3 separate regions of the Mus musculus genome follow, and regions 2 and 3 are each linked to region 1. Evidence: chromatin contacts called from public HiChIP or PLAC-seq data. All regions are on one chromosome and are shown on one strand. Each heading gives the region's core, a stretch centred on a gene start, on an enhancer-like site or on the middle of the called end of the contact. The rest is flanking DNA. Distances are from core to core; before and after follow the strand shown.

The links. HiChIP or PLAC-seq counts read pairs in DNA pulled down with a chosen protein or histone mark.
Region 2: an HNF4G HiChIP or PLAC-seq map of pancreatic cancer cells shows a contact between it and region 1. The contact joins the promoter of Tcf3 here to the promoter of 4930404N11Rik in region 1. A contact is called at or near these places in 1 of 115 datasets of contacts at active chromatin or transcription factors (pancreatic cancer cells) and 1 of 9 other capture datasets (liver).
Region 3: a contact with region 1 is called in an HNF4G HiChIP or PLAC-seq map of pancreatic cancer cells. The contact joins the promoter of Plekhj1 here to the promoter of 4930404N11Rik in region 1. A contact is called at or near these places in 4 of 39 promoter capture datasets (embryonic stem cells, liver and pre-B cells), 2 of 115 datasets of contacts at active chromatin or transcription factors (embryonic stem cells and pancreatic cancer cells) and 1 of 9 other capture datasets (liver).

Annotation. Positions count from the first base shown.
Region 1 is chr10:81,363,213-81,367,657 of GRCm38.p6, reverse strand. 4930404N11Rik (RIKEN cDNA 4930404N11 gene) reads left to right here and starts at 1,838. Exons shown (of 4, transcript NM_001014836.3): 1 at 1,838-1,954; 2 at 2,678-2,916; 3 at 2,991-3,116; 4 at 3,422-3,634. The coding sequence starts at 1,872. The coding sequence ends at 3,594. Mfsd12 (major facilitator superfamily domain containing 12) reads right to left here. Exons shown (of 10, transcript NM_028657.4): 9 at 3,975-4,105; 10 at 1,433-3,888. The coding sequence ends at 3,866. It overlaps Fzr1 (fizzy and cell division cycle 20 related 1), which reads left to right. Exons shown (of 14, transcript NM_019757.1): 13 at 1-17; 14 at 108-779. The coding sequence ends at 149.
Region 2 is chr10:80,431,813-80,436,257 of GRCm38.p6, reverse strand. It overlaps Tcf3 (transcription factor 3), which reads left to right and starts at 2,623. Exons shown (of 19, transcript NM_001164149.2): 1 at 2,623-2,938.
Region 3 is chr10:80,796,223-80,800,667 of GRCm38.p6, reverse strand. It overlaps Plekhj1 (pleckstrin homology domain containing, family J member 1), which reads left to right and starts at 2,042. Exons shown (of 6, transcript NM_023900.2): 1 at 2,042-2,587; 2 at 2,691-2,758; 3 at 2,829-2,895; 4 at 3,846-3,936; 5 at 4,014-4,077; 6 at 4,146-4,445. The coding sequence starts at 2,494. The coding sequence ends at 4,256. Sf3a2 (splicing factor 3a, subunit 2) reads right to left here and starts at 1,933. Exons shown (of 9, transcript NM_013651.4): 1 at 1,863-1,933.

The DNA of each region.
Region 1 (4,445 bases), core at 589-3,088:
AAACACGCTCTACAAAGGTAACATGGCAGGGTGGTGGGCAAGCCTGCTGTTGTGTCCCTGGGCTCTCACAGCCCTGGCACACAGTCACCTGCATCCCCTGTTCCCAGGAATCTGTGTCTGTGCTCAACCTCTTCACCCGGATCCGATAGACCCCGCAGGCGGGATGTGAAGCCCACAGGCAGAGATGGAGCAGCCAGCATGCATAGGCCTTGCTGTGCCCGCCTTCCCCAGAAGCATCTGGCGGGCGGGAGCCGGAGACCCCAGAGTCTCATTAAATGCCTCATTGTGAGCTGTGGAGCCAGTGTCTGGGACGGGGACATGGGGACCCTCAGCCAGATGGACACTTGCCACCTGTTACCACTGCCCAAGCCATATTGGACACAGCTGAGCAGGAGGCTGAGATCCCATGAAATCCCCAAACCCAGTGTCACCTGGGGACCTGAGCCGTTGTGCCCCTCTCTGCTGCCACTCCAAACCAGAAGACCCTGGGAGGCACTGGCAGGGACCTGGGCCTCTCACCCTGTGACACTCTTAACTGCGTTGACTCTGATTGCATTGCCACCCTTTGTCTGTGTGTGCGCCTTCTGTAACCCCTCCCCGTGGGTGTCAGCTCACCCTGTCCCTAGCCAGCTGCCTTGTCTGCCTCTTCCTGGCTGCCTCTAAGCTTCCTGGGCCTCCCTGTCTTCATACCCCATCTCCACTGCCCCTTGCCTGGGGATTCCCAGTGTGGTGGCTGTGGCCTATGGTGTGTGCACGTGTGTATATATGTATTTGTGACACCTTGGGGTCGGTCTCCTGTGTTTTGTTGCCTTGCCCCAAAACTGCTGATGGCTGGAGAAGCCCCTGGGACACAGTCACTATGGGGTTGGCTGCCTGCAGGCCTGTGGGAGTCATAGCCTTGTGAGCTAAGTGGGTTCTGCACTTAACAGGAGTTTAAGGTTCAGGGCCACCTGCTGCTGTTGACATCTGTACCCAAAAGCAAAATGCCTTTAGATGTGCACTAGTGTCACAGGCCCTTGTGACCTCCTGTTGGTGGAAATCCTGCTGGGCGTGTTCCATATGCAGGGGTAGGTGCAGCCTGCCTTCTGATTCCTGGCTGACCTTCTTGGTGTGTGTGGTTCAGAAGGCACCTGCCCTGGACAGAGCAGCCAGCTGTGACTGTGAAGGCCATGAATGGGAAGGGCTGGTATACAGGTCAGGGTGCAGGTGAGTCAGAGAGTAAGGACCAAAGCCTACAGAGCCAGAACTGCAAGCAGGGAGGGCCTGTGGCTTGGGCTCCCACCCCACAGCAGTGTCCTGGGTAAGTTGGCCAGGACCCTGACTGGAGCAAGCTTAGCATGTTGGTGACCAGAGAGGGGGAGGTGATGTCTGGTGAGAAAACAGGAACCCAAGTGGAGCGCCGCCTATACAGACTGTAAAGGGTTGACTGAGCTATGAGATTGGTTGTTGCTGTTTATTGTCATGAGATACACAGGATGCACTAGCAGAATGAGCAGGCCCTGGGCTCTGCATGTTCAGCGATGCCACCAGTGATCCCAGAGCATTCTCCCCAACCCAAGACTTAGGTATCCACTTCCTTCTGTGGATCTCTAGATCATGGCCCATACTTTGTGGCCTTTGTCACTGTGCCCTTACTTGGATGTGTCTTGAGGACAGAGATGGGGTGGAGACCCACGCTCTAGAGGGCATGACCTCCCGCTGTGGGGCAGGGAGGGGGGAGGGAACACTTTGGGTCCCAGCCCCGCACCAGGAAGTAAGCTGAGGTCTTAGACTGTGGCTGCCCGCTTCCCTGTTGCTGGGATACCTTTGTCCCTGTCAACAATGGCCCCAGGGCCTTGGTGACTAGAGCCTCTGGGCAGGCAGGGCCAGACATGGAAAACGTGAGGCGGGAGGCTACTCGGCCCTCTGTTCCCTCAGGCACCCTTGAACTCTACTTCCCCGACCATCTCTACCGGTGGGTTCCTGCCCTTGGTCCCTTTCTTCACCCAGACCCCAGATCCCCTACCCCTACCAGCAGCTCAGGTGGCTGGGATGGAGGTATGCAAGGGTTGTAAGTTAGGCATTTGCACACACCCACTCCCAAGCAGACAGGTGCTGCCACTCATACTCCCAAGCAGAGGGGTCTATTGATTCTCCTGTCTACAGGTGCTGCAGTGGCAGCCATGTGCCTGAATGCCCTCCCTTTTTAGATTCTTGTGTGTATCCCGAGCTGTTCATAAGCCCACAGAGATCCTCCTGCCTTGGCACACTTAGTGTCGCCACCCACACCTAGCAGAAAAGTCCCATTTCATAGGTCTGCTCACACTTGGGCCTTCCATGGTGCTGATGACAGGCCACCTCACGTGGGTCCCTTGCAAGCCCCACTCCTGCAGCCTGCATGGCCTCCCATGCATGCACCATCTGTGGGGAGTTACAGGCTAGGCACACCCTTGGTCCCTCCTTCCCCCAACAGCCATAAGTGGCTCAAGGCTGAGGCAGGATTGCTGCCAGGTCAACACTGACAACTGCCTCAAACAGGGCCATTCTCGGCTACAAGATATAGACTGCAGGTGGGAAAGTGCACAGAGGAGATGGGTAGAAGGGGATGACTCTCACCCAGCACCTTGGCAAAGAGTTGGGACAGGAAAGCTGGCTGGGACCAGCAGGACGCCCTGGCTCAGTCCCCACCCTCCCTCAGCAATGACTACGTGTCCCTGGAGGGGCCCCGTTGGGCGCCGGCCATCAAACAAGCCGTGCGCTGGAAATTCACGCCCATGGGACGGGATGCGGCCGGCCAGGTGTGGTTCACCGGCCTGACCAACTCAGAACCTGGTGATGCCTGGTACAAGCTGCCCCGTGCTCTTGACACTCCGTACCGCGAGGCCCACACGCGTTGGCACGGCTGCTTTCAGAGTCGCCAGCGTGGCCTGCCGCCCGGTGAGTATCCCACCTCCGGTCGTGCACACCCGTGGGTCTCAAACTGACACCCTCCCTTCCGTGCCTCCCCGCAGCCTACACACAGCACTTGCGGGAGATGGCCTTCTGGGACCCCGCGATAACCGCGCAGTATCTCAACTCAGGCCCGCGCTGGGGGTGCATGCAGTGGAGGGACAGGCAAATCCGTGGCAAGGAGTTCGGTGAGCTGAGGGGATGCGGACAGGAGGGGGCCGGGGGTAGTACTGCACGTGGGTCACTCCACTCTCGGAGGCAGAGATAGGGGGATTTTTGGTCCCGGAGGCAGCCTGGGCTAGCTAGTGTCAAAAGAAAACAATATTAAAAAAAAAAAAAAACGAAAAAATAAGGAGGGCTAGGCCAGCAATGGGCAGAGGTGCGGGAGCGCAGGATGGGCGTGGCCTGGTGGGCTCGGTCAGCATAAGGATTTGGGAGCCCCCCCCCCACCCCCGGCCCCGCAGCTGCAGAGCTCGTCCGGTCCTGTCCGCAGTGGTCACCAGGAACCAGTTCGGGGCAAAGCTGCCCTGGCGGTCCGACTATGTGCCGCTCCTGTCGCTGCCACAGCGGCCGCGCTTCACCGCGCAGGACTTCAGACAGCGGGGCCTGCAGCGGCCCTGCCCGGCCATCGGCCAGCCTCCTCCGGCTTTCACACCCGCGCTCTGATAAAGCCGTGCTACCGACCCGTGTGTCCGTGTCCCCGTAAGCCAGGTGATCTCTCCCACGTGCAGCCCGGGCATGTGTCCCCTACAGCCTCCCGGTAGGCTGGTGCATCCCTGTCAAAAGTGGGGCGAGGCACAACGGGCCCCTAGGGCTCACTCAGCAAGCTTGGCCGGGTACACCCACCCGCAGGCCGTGCCCTCTGATCCTGAGCAGGTTGGGGAGGGGGCAGGGTGTCTGCCTGGTCCTTCATAACGTCGCCCTGGGGAGCCAGAGGTCAAGGCCGGTCTCGCGGGTCCCCTGTAATAAGGAGTGGAGTGGCGTTGGGAAGGGCGGGTCCCAGGTTGCACCCCGCCCCCACCCAAGTCCTAGTAATGGAGACCCACGGTTGCGAATGCGGATGGGCCAGATGAGGAGGCTGCAGAGAGCCAGAGCCGCGGCCACACCCACGCCGCCTGTCACTGCTGTCATCACCCAGTGGTAGAAGCTGATGCAGGCCCCACAGCACAGCTCAGAGCTAGGGAACAGAGGGTGAATGAAGGACAGGAGAGAAAGGTCCAGCTGCTGGTCCCTGGGGAGTGCCGCAGTGTCTCCTGAAACTGCCTCTGTGGTTTCCATTTCAAGTTCCAGGGGACCCTAGACACATACCCCCAAATATGCACATTTGCATGCGCTTGCTCACAGTCCCCTGCAGCCCACAGCCCTGCCCTTGGTCTCTTGGCTCCTGCACGGTCTCCTCAGTCCTGCCCAAGGACCTTTGCTTGGGCCCTGCAGCGACACAGAGGTTCTGGCACACGGGCTAGGTTCTCAGGGAGCCTCCCAGCCTTCTGTCAAACTCCTAGACCCCACGCTCAACC
Region 2 (4,445 bases), core at 1,374-3,873, 930 kb after region 1:
CTGCCCGCCTTTCTGTGGGAATTCATCCTTGGTCCTGTTGCTTTATACTCCTGCAAAAGTGGCTATAGGTTCCAGGTTGTGAGCACAATCCCAATGGCTGAGAGACAGGTTCTGTGGCCGGTGGACGGGTTCCCCCAGCACCCACAGCAGAACAAAAGGCACAGTCAGGAGGGCGGGGGTGGGCAGGCCGTGGGCCGCTCCAAAGGGGCCCTGGCTCCAGCCCCTGGCAGCTTGTCCTCATGCCAGGGCACACCCAAGCCTCAGGGCTGGGCAGAGGTGACAGCAGAGAGAGGACTCCCCACTGTTGGCTGTTCCACCCGGTGACTCAGCCCCAAGATGGGCCTCCTGGGGGAAAACAATGGTGGTTTGTGAGTGCCTAGAGAGCCTCCCTGCAGGTGTGTGGCTCCGGTGTGGGAGTGAGGTGAATGGGGGAGCCCTCAGAACCTCAGTCTCTTTCTCTGTACAATGGACTCACTTTTTGGAAAATACCTGACAGCTCCTGGTTGGAAAGAGTACATTCAGGACAGATGAAGGAGGGGGCTCTCTGGTGAGCCTTCTCGCTTTGGATGACAAGCCTAGAGGTGCTGCAACCACCAGGTTGCCACCAAACGTTGCCCAGTGAACTACATGCTGCATCCCCACATGGTGGGCAAACACTCAACTCTATGGGTCCAGGGTTGGGCCACAGGAAAGACCTAGGTTTCAAGGACAGAGATTCAATCCGGATACCCAAGTCCTTCAACAGGATCATAGAAGGACTGACCAGGCAGAGACTTGTGGAGTGACACCCGTGTGCCCATGACTGCGCCCTCTCATTTTCCTTATAGGTAAACTGAGTCTCAGATTGTACCAAGAACCTGCCCAAAGGCTCTGAGATATGGGGGAAGCAAAAAGGACCGGAAGTAGGGACCAGTTCCAAGGATAAAGGACTGGAGCGGTAGCTGGGGTGGTAGATCGCTTAGTTAGGATATATGAAGCACTACATTTCTTCCCACCACCACATAACCAGGTGTGGTAGCTACCATCTTAGTACTAGCTGGGAGGTAGGGGATACCAACAGGAGTTCAGGGTCAACCTTGGCTACATAGGAAGTTGGAGGCCAGCCTGGGCTACATGAGACCTTTTCTCAATTCTCTACCCCTGCCAACTCCAAAAAGTCAGAACCTAGAGGTGCGATTCACACCAGGCCCTTCCTGTGTGATGCTGGGGGCATGTCCTTGATCTCTGACTGAAGGTGAGGGAGAGGGAGCAGGCAGCTACACTAGGGATCCTCTTTGCTGCCTGACCTGGACACCCACTGTGCCATGCACCTTTCTGCTGTGTTCATTGGGCTGTGAGCCCCAGTGAGCTGTGAAGACTGAGCAGAAGCTAGGCGCGAGGGACATATTGTCTCTACAACCCTCAGGGAGAGGCAGGGTCTCACTGGACAGCCTTAGCTGGCTGGCTTGCAACTTGCTTTATATAACCGGCTAGCCTCAAACTCAAACAAAGAGCTCCTCCTGCCTCCCAAGAGCTGGGATTAAAGGCATGGGCCACCACACCTGGCCTCATTATGTGTTTTTCTTTTTTAAATTTATTTTATCATATATTATATCCCAATCTCAGTTTACCCTCTCTCCTCTCAGTACCCCTCCCGCCCTCGTTGTTTCGTTGTTCTTTCTTTCTTTCTTTCTTTCTTTCTTTCTTTCTTTCTTTCTTTCTTTCTTTCGAGACAGTGATTCTTGGATAGCCTTGGCTATCCTGGAACTCACTCTGTAGACCAGGATGGCCTTGAACTCACAGAGATCTGCTTGCCTCTGTCTCCCCAGTGCTGGGATTAAAGTGCCGCCACCTCCTGGCATTTTTTATTATATGCACCACGAAACACCTATTTTCAAAAGACGGAAAAGTTGACCAATGTGGAGGTCCTTCAGCAAGAGAGAGAATGATCCATCGTTTCCTAGCCTCTCATTAAGGATCTGATATCCCATCCCGACTTTGATATACCCGCTCGAACACATAACACCCAGAGCCCATCCTAGAAACTCAAATAGAACCCACTTGACGTGGCGGCGCCGGCGGGCATAAGAACCCGAAAATAAAATCTCAAACCCCGCCCTTCCACCGCCTTCCCGTTGAGTTTCTCGCGGCCTCTTGCTCTGAGAATCCCGCCTCTGCTGTAGGGCGGGAACGCAGATGATACTTCGCAATAAATGGTTTGAGTTCTGCCAATCTAACCTCTCCACCTTCCCATTGGTTATTTGTAGCGGTCCTTATCTTTCAATCTAATGGTCCTTCCCGCTTGCGTCAAGGACGCTTCGCTCAGTGCGTGTATACCGCCGCGTAGGAAGATAGTTCCTAAGTCTTTCCCTCGGTTTGATAGAGACTATCTCTGCCGGAAGTACTTTAGTATTAGATACGGGTTGATTCTTGGTGTCATGGTAATCTTTGTGGGTGTTCTGGCAGTGACTGTTGTGAGGTGGTGTATGTTACTATCGCCTCAAGAGGTAGTGGAGGGATCTGTGTATCCGGTCGGGGCGCGGCTGCAGCGACTTAGGGGAGGTGGCTTTTGGCGACAGTGGGCGTGGTCACTTGGGGGCGTGGCTTCCGCGGGCGGCGCGGGGCGGGGTGGGGGGGCGGAACATGTCTCCCGCCGCAGGAAGATGAGGCAGCGCCGGCGGCTGCGGGCGTAGCGGGCCACCGCGGGCCACCGCCGCGCGCCGCCGCCTCTGCTACAGTCCCTTCCCGCGGGGCCTGCTCTGAGAGAAGCTCGAGAGAGACCAGGCGACGCGAACGCGAGTGGGGAGGAGGAAGGACGCGCGACCCCGAGCCCTGCGCGCTCCCGCCGCCCACGCGCGACCCTCGGGGACGCGCCCGCCACCCTTTTGTCCCCGGGGTCCCCGAGGGCGGTGGGCAGCAGGGAGCCCCGGTGCACCCGGTGCATGCCCCCGCCCAGCAGGTGAGCGCACGCGGAGGGGCCCCGGACGCGCGCGTGGGGCTCACGGGGACGCGCGCACGGTGGGGACCCCCCCCCTCTGCTTAGTGCATGAGAAAAAAAAAGTTGCCTCTGGGTCTCTCTCGGGTCCGCGGGGAGGCTAGGGCTGGGGTGAGCCCCCGGGGGAGTGTGCACGCGTCCCCCTTGCACAGGGCCCCGGGCCCGGCGGCGCATTGTTCTCTGTCTTCAACTTTGCGCGCCTGGAGAGGGGGGCGACGTGGAGGGGACGCGCGCACTTGAGAGCAAACTTTGCCCAGGCCTCTTTTGTGACGGTTCTCTGTGGACGGTCACCCAACTTCATCAGATAGGAATTCTCCAACTCGTGGGGATCTTAGGGGAGGTGTTCCCTTTCCATCTGCCCTTAGAGAGGGGGTCCTCCTGATCGGAGCTGGAGTTTGGAGGGAAGAGAGAGGGCCACCTCCTCATTCCATTAGCTAGTGGTTCCACAACTCGTGGTTATCTTAGGGGAGGTGTCCCCTTATCACCCACCTTCACCTCTTCACTTGAGGTGTCCCCTTGATCCTAGTGGAGTTTGGAAGGCTGAGGATTATATCGCACTCCACAATTTAGAGTTCCTAATTCTTGGGGATTTTGTGGGAGGTGTCCCTTTCCAACCCACCCCCACCCAGGGAAGTCTCCAAATCTCCATCCAAACTGGAATTTGGAAGGAAGAGTGAACCCAATATCTTCACCTCGTTAACTTGGGGTTCCCCAACTCCTGGAGATCTTGGAAGACCCCCCCTGCCACTTAAGGATGCCCCCCCCCCGATTTAAACTGGAGTTTGGAGGAAAGAGAGCAAGTCCTTTTGTCTGCTACAAGAAAGGGATCTCTGGGTACAGAGAAGGAGGGGAGACACAGGGACCCCGAGATGGGAACATCTGCTCTGTGTTAATGTGGGGCGCGGCACAGCTCAGGGTTTGGGACACGATGGTGGCCTCTGCGAGCCTCAGAACTTCCAACCTTCCTCCTCCCGCAGTGGCTGCTGGAATGGGGGAGGGAGGAGAAGGGGGGGGTCATCCCCAATTCTGCTTCCCTACCCCCAATCCAAGATGACCCAGGTTGTCCCATTCCTCCCCTCCCAAGAGTGTTTGTGGCACCCGCCCCCACTGGAGCAGTGTTTCACCTCTCCTGGGGTTACCCAGAAAAATCGGTTTCAAATACCCCACAAAAAAAGTGTGGTTTCGTACAACTTAGAAGAAGAAGAAAAGAGTCAGTTTCACACATCCTCCAAAAAGGATGAAAAAAAAAAAAGACAAAAAGCAGTGGGGGCGGGGTGCCCGAGGTGCCTGTTTCACACCCTGTGTGAGTTGACAAACAAAAGAGTTGGGGTTCCTGAGCTTCTGGACGTGGGTCTTCCCTCAACCCCAGAATCGCCTTCCCCAGCCTGTGGCTTCCGGATCCCTGCTGCCCTAGCTCCTTTCTGGGGAACACTGGAAAAAAAAGTTAATGGTTTAACTGCGTGCTGGCCCC
Region 3 (4,445 bases), core at 793-3,292, 570 kb after region 1:
AGTGTCACCACAGAGTGTGTCTGGGACAGACAGGACACTGATACCACTGGCTGTCAAAGAGAAAGAGGCTAGAATGCAAAGGATACAAGATGCTCTAGATGCCGAGAGAATGGCTGAAAGATGTATATGGAAGTGGTGGGGCAGAACCAGCTTGTCGGATGTTTCATACTCAGCCACTTAAGGACTGAAAAGAGCATTGTCTACATCTTTGAAAGCTACTAAGAGACACATTCCCAGAGATGAAGTTGGCCAGATGCAAGAGCAGAGTCTAAGGGTGGCAGCATGGGCTTCTCAGAGCAAGAGGGCACCCGCAACAGCAGGATGGAAAACCACTTCAACCGCTGGCAAAGACAACTTTCAAGAACATAGGACTCTATACCTGGCCTCTGCAGGGAGCCTGGGTATCCAGCCACAGATGTGAGGGTGCACCTCAAGGGTGGAACACTTGTCCATCATGCATAAGGTCCCCTAGGGGTACATGTTTGAGGTTGAATGTGTATGGGTACCCACTGCAAAAATGCAGTTAGTTCATGAGCTTTGGAGGGAAAACAAACACTAGGACAAAACTGGCCTGGGCAGGCTGGAGAAGTGGCTCAGCGGTTAAGAGCACTGACTGCTCCTCCAGAGGTCCTGAGTTCAAATCCCAGCAATGATGTGGTGGTTCACAAACATCTGTAATGGAACCCGATGCCCTCTTCTGGTGTGTATCTAAAGACAGCTACAGTGTACTCATTATAAATAAATAAATCTTAGAAAAGCAAAACAAAACTGGGGCCTGGGTGAGCACACTGCTTGCTCTGTGGATGGGGCACCAAGCTCTGCAAACGCCCACCAACAGTTCCCAACCCCAGGAAACACAGAAAACGTAGGGCGTGGTGGTGTACACTTCTCATCCCATTTCTTTATCCAAGGTAGGAAGATGGTTAGGTTAGTGTTAGAGACCAAACCGGGCTGTGCAGTGAGATCCTATCTCAGATAAAAGAAAAAAGGGTGGCGGTAGGCTCCAGGGACTCTGATATCCCTTTCTGGACCCTATGGGTACCCCACTCACACACAAAGCTCCACACAGACACATTAAAACAAAATCTTTAAAAACGCGGGGAAGGGCATTTATCTGCTTGCTGACTACTGCTGCAACACGACCACCACGGCAGACCGCACCTTCATACCATCAGCCAAAATAAACCCTCGATTCCTTAAAACCAATCAAAACAGCCAAGTGTGGTGGCTCATGCTGTAAGTCCCACTATGCGAGAGAAGGCAGAGGCATGGCAATGTCTGTGAACTGGAAATCGGCCAAGTTTCCACACCGAGTTGCAGGTCAGCCCCAGTTAAGCAGTGAGACCCTGTCTGAAATAAATGAAAAGTTGTGCCGATGACTGGAGGGGCTCACACGTGAAACTTGGGACAGGAGGCCAGGACGCAGGGACGGGAGATGCGCAACCTCACGGACTACCGTAAGATTACCGATGAACGATCAATAAGGACAGAGACGTGGTATATGTTAAGGTAATGGTCTGGGAGGAGGCCTGGTCCCAGGACAAATCCCTTTTATGTGCAGATACCGTTATCTTTCAATCCCAGCAAGGGACCTGCTCCGGTGGACAGGAGCAGTGGTCGCCAGGGCCCCGATTAACGAAGGTGGAAACGGAAACAACCAAGGAGGTCAAAATACACGCCGAGACGCCACTCGGACACCCCGAACCACCCTGGAGGCCACAGAAGCGCCACCCAAGCCAGCAATCACGCGGCGACCCAACGGGCCTCGCGAGAGCGCGCTCTCCCGGCGGGCGCGCGCCGATCCTGAGGCAAGAGGGCGGCCGCTGCCTCTCCCCGTCCCGCCCCCGGGCTTTCGCTCCCACCTTCAAGCCTCCCCGACGGAGCAGCCGCCACCGACAAACTGTGCAGCTCCTCACCAACGCTAAGGCCTCGCTATCCGGGTTTAATCTCCGCCAAGGCCGCGGTTTCGCCGCGCGCGTGCGCACGACCGACGAAGCGATCCCTTCCGGGAGCAAAGGCGTCGGCGTTTCGTGTGTGCGCAGGCCCAGCGGATGGACTTCCGTCTTCGGTAGGCGGGAGAGAAAGGAGCGTCGGGGCGCAGAGTGCGCGTGCTCACTGCAGCGACCGCACAGTTTCGCTCCGCCCTAAGTCTAGCGGCGCCGGCTATCGTGACAAGAGGAAAGCGTTAGGGTTCACCGGCCCAGGAAGGCGCTTCGCTCATCGTGGAGTGCTCTGAGTCTAACTTACACCTCACGCTTAGTATGTCTGGCGGTTATTTAAGGACGGGCCATCTCCTTCCCGTCTGACTCTGTTCAACCGCGCAGACCCATAAATTAGGGCCGCGCAACCAGCCCAACAACGCGCAGGCGCAGTAACCGGGTTGGGACTTCCGAGATCGCTCTCTGAGACTTTTGTGGCGCTGGCTGCGGCTTCGGGGAGGACGGCGGCCGAGAGGCAGGGCGCGTGTTGGTTCGCGCGGATCCGTGCGGCGGGATGCGGTACAACGAGAAAGAGTTGCAGGCGCTGTCCCGACAGCCGGCAGAGATGGCGGCCGAGCTGGGCATGCGGGGCCCCAAGAAGGGCAGCGGTGAGCCAGTCGGGGCTGCGGCTGGGGCACTTGGGCGGGCCGGCGCGGTTCCTGGGTGGGCGAATGAGAACAGTTCCGCGCTGACACCGCCCTGTGCCTACAGTGGCCAAGCGGCGACTGGTGAAGCTGGTGGTCAACTTCCTCTTTTACTTCCGCCCGGACGAGGCCGAGGTAGGGGCGTGGGGGGCGCGGGGGACCCGCGCGGCCCGGAGGCCGGCGCTCATGGCCGTGTCTCGCGCAGCCCCTCGGAGCCCTGTTGCTGGAGCGCTGCAGAGTGGCCCAGGAAGAACCGGGCGGCTTCTCCATCAGTAAGTTTCCATCCCGGACTCTGCTCCGCACACCCGATCCTTTTTACTCCCTTAGGAGCCTACGTTTGTCCTGGATCCCGCGTCCGCTGGTGGCCCAGGACTGGCCCAGCTATCACTCAGAGTGCCCACTGGGTCTGGTTCTCGCTTAGTTTCTTCTCCGACCCCTCTGCCCGTTCCCAACTGAGAGAGGTGCAGTCTGCGAACGTGGGGTGTATAGCAGGAACAGTCTCTGCCGCCCTCTCTGCCACGGGTAGGGTACGGGCAGGCTTTAAGGCCTGTCTCAGCCTTCTTCCCTAACGAGAACTTTACAGTATCTTGTAGAGATTTGGGCATCATGTCTACCTATATTATCCAGTGGGGTTCTTTATCTGTACCCCTCTTTTCTCCTTCTTGCACGAGTGCACACGTGTTTTGGGGTGTGAGTATGCCAGTAAGGCCAGAGGGAAACTTGAGTAGTTGGTTCTCATCTTCCACTATGTAGGTCTCCAGCATAAAACGCTGGTCATTGGGCTTGGCAGTAGGGTCCCACCTGGGGCTTACTTTTAAGTTATACTGACTGGCCAGCAAGCCCTACGAACCCTTCTGTCTCTTTCATGAGTCTTTCTTGAACACTGACATTACAGGTGTATTCGTTCTGCTCTCCGACACGGATGCTGGGGCTTCATCACCCATGTTCTATTGCCATTCAGTTTAGGGTCTAACCTAATGACCTTCTATTAGCCACTTCCATTCCCAATAACCCAACTTCCCAGTGAGTCCCCTATTTGTGGGTTCAGGGGTCAGGATTCTGGAGGACAAAGCCAGCATGAGACAGGCAGAAGATGACTTGGTGTTAGAATAAGAGGTGTAGTTTGAAATCCTGGTGAGAGGAAGCTGGGACTTGTGGCCAACAGGATGTAGACCAACTGGACACTGACCAGAGGTGGCTCTTATCCTTTATCCCTTTCCAGGCTTCGTCGAAGACCTCAGCAGGAAATATCACTTTGAATGCTGTAGCCAAGAGCAGTGTCAGGACTGGATGGAAGCTCTGCAGCGGGCCAGGTGGGGCTTTAGGGACTGATGGGAGCTGGGTGGAAACATGGGGGAATGTGAACAGTGAGCCCAATCCTTTCCTCCAGCTACGAATACATGCGACAGAGCCTCATCTTCTACAGGAATGAGATCAGGAAGATGACTGGCAAGGTATGTGGGGCGGTCAGGGATGGGACAGCTTTCCCTGGCCTTGCTCACAGCCACCGTGCCCTCCACAGGACCCCCTGGAGCAGTTTGGCATCTCCGAGGAGGCCAGGTTCCAGCTGAATAGCCTGCCTAAGGATGGGCGGACTACTTGTATTGGCTCCCAGTTAAATGTGTTGGACTGACCCTCTCTGGGCCCCTGGCTACCCTGGGAAGTTTTTTTTTTTTTAATATAGGTTTTAATACATCTGTTCAAAAGGTCCAGAGGAGGTGGGCAGGGTCTGTGGTCCTCGTTCTCCATGCCATCTCCCTGCCAGCACCCCTTGAGTGTCCACATCCAGGGACCGAGCCTGGCACAGCTCCCCTATCCATTG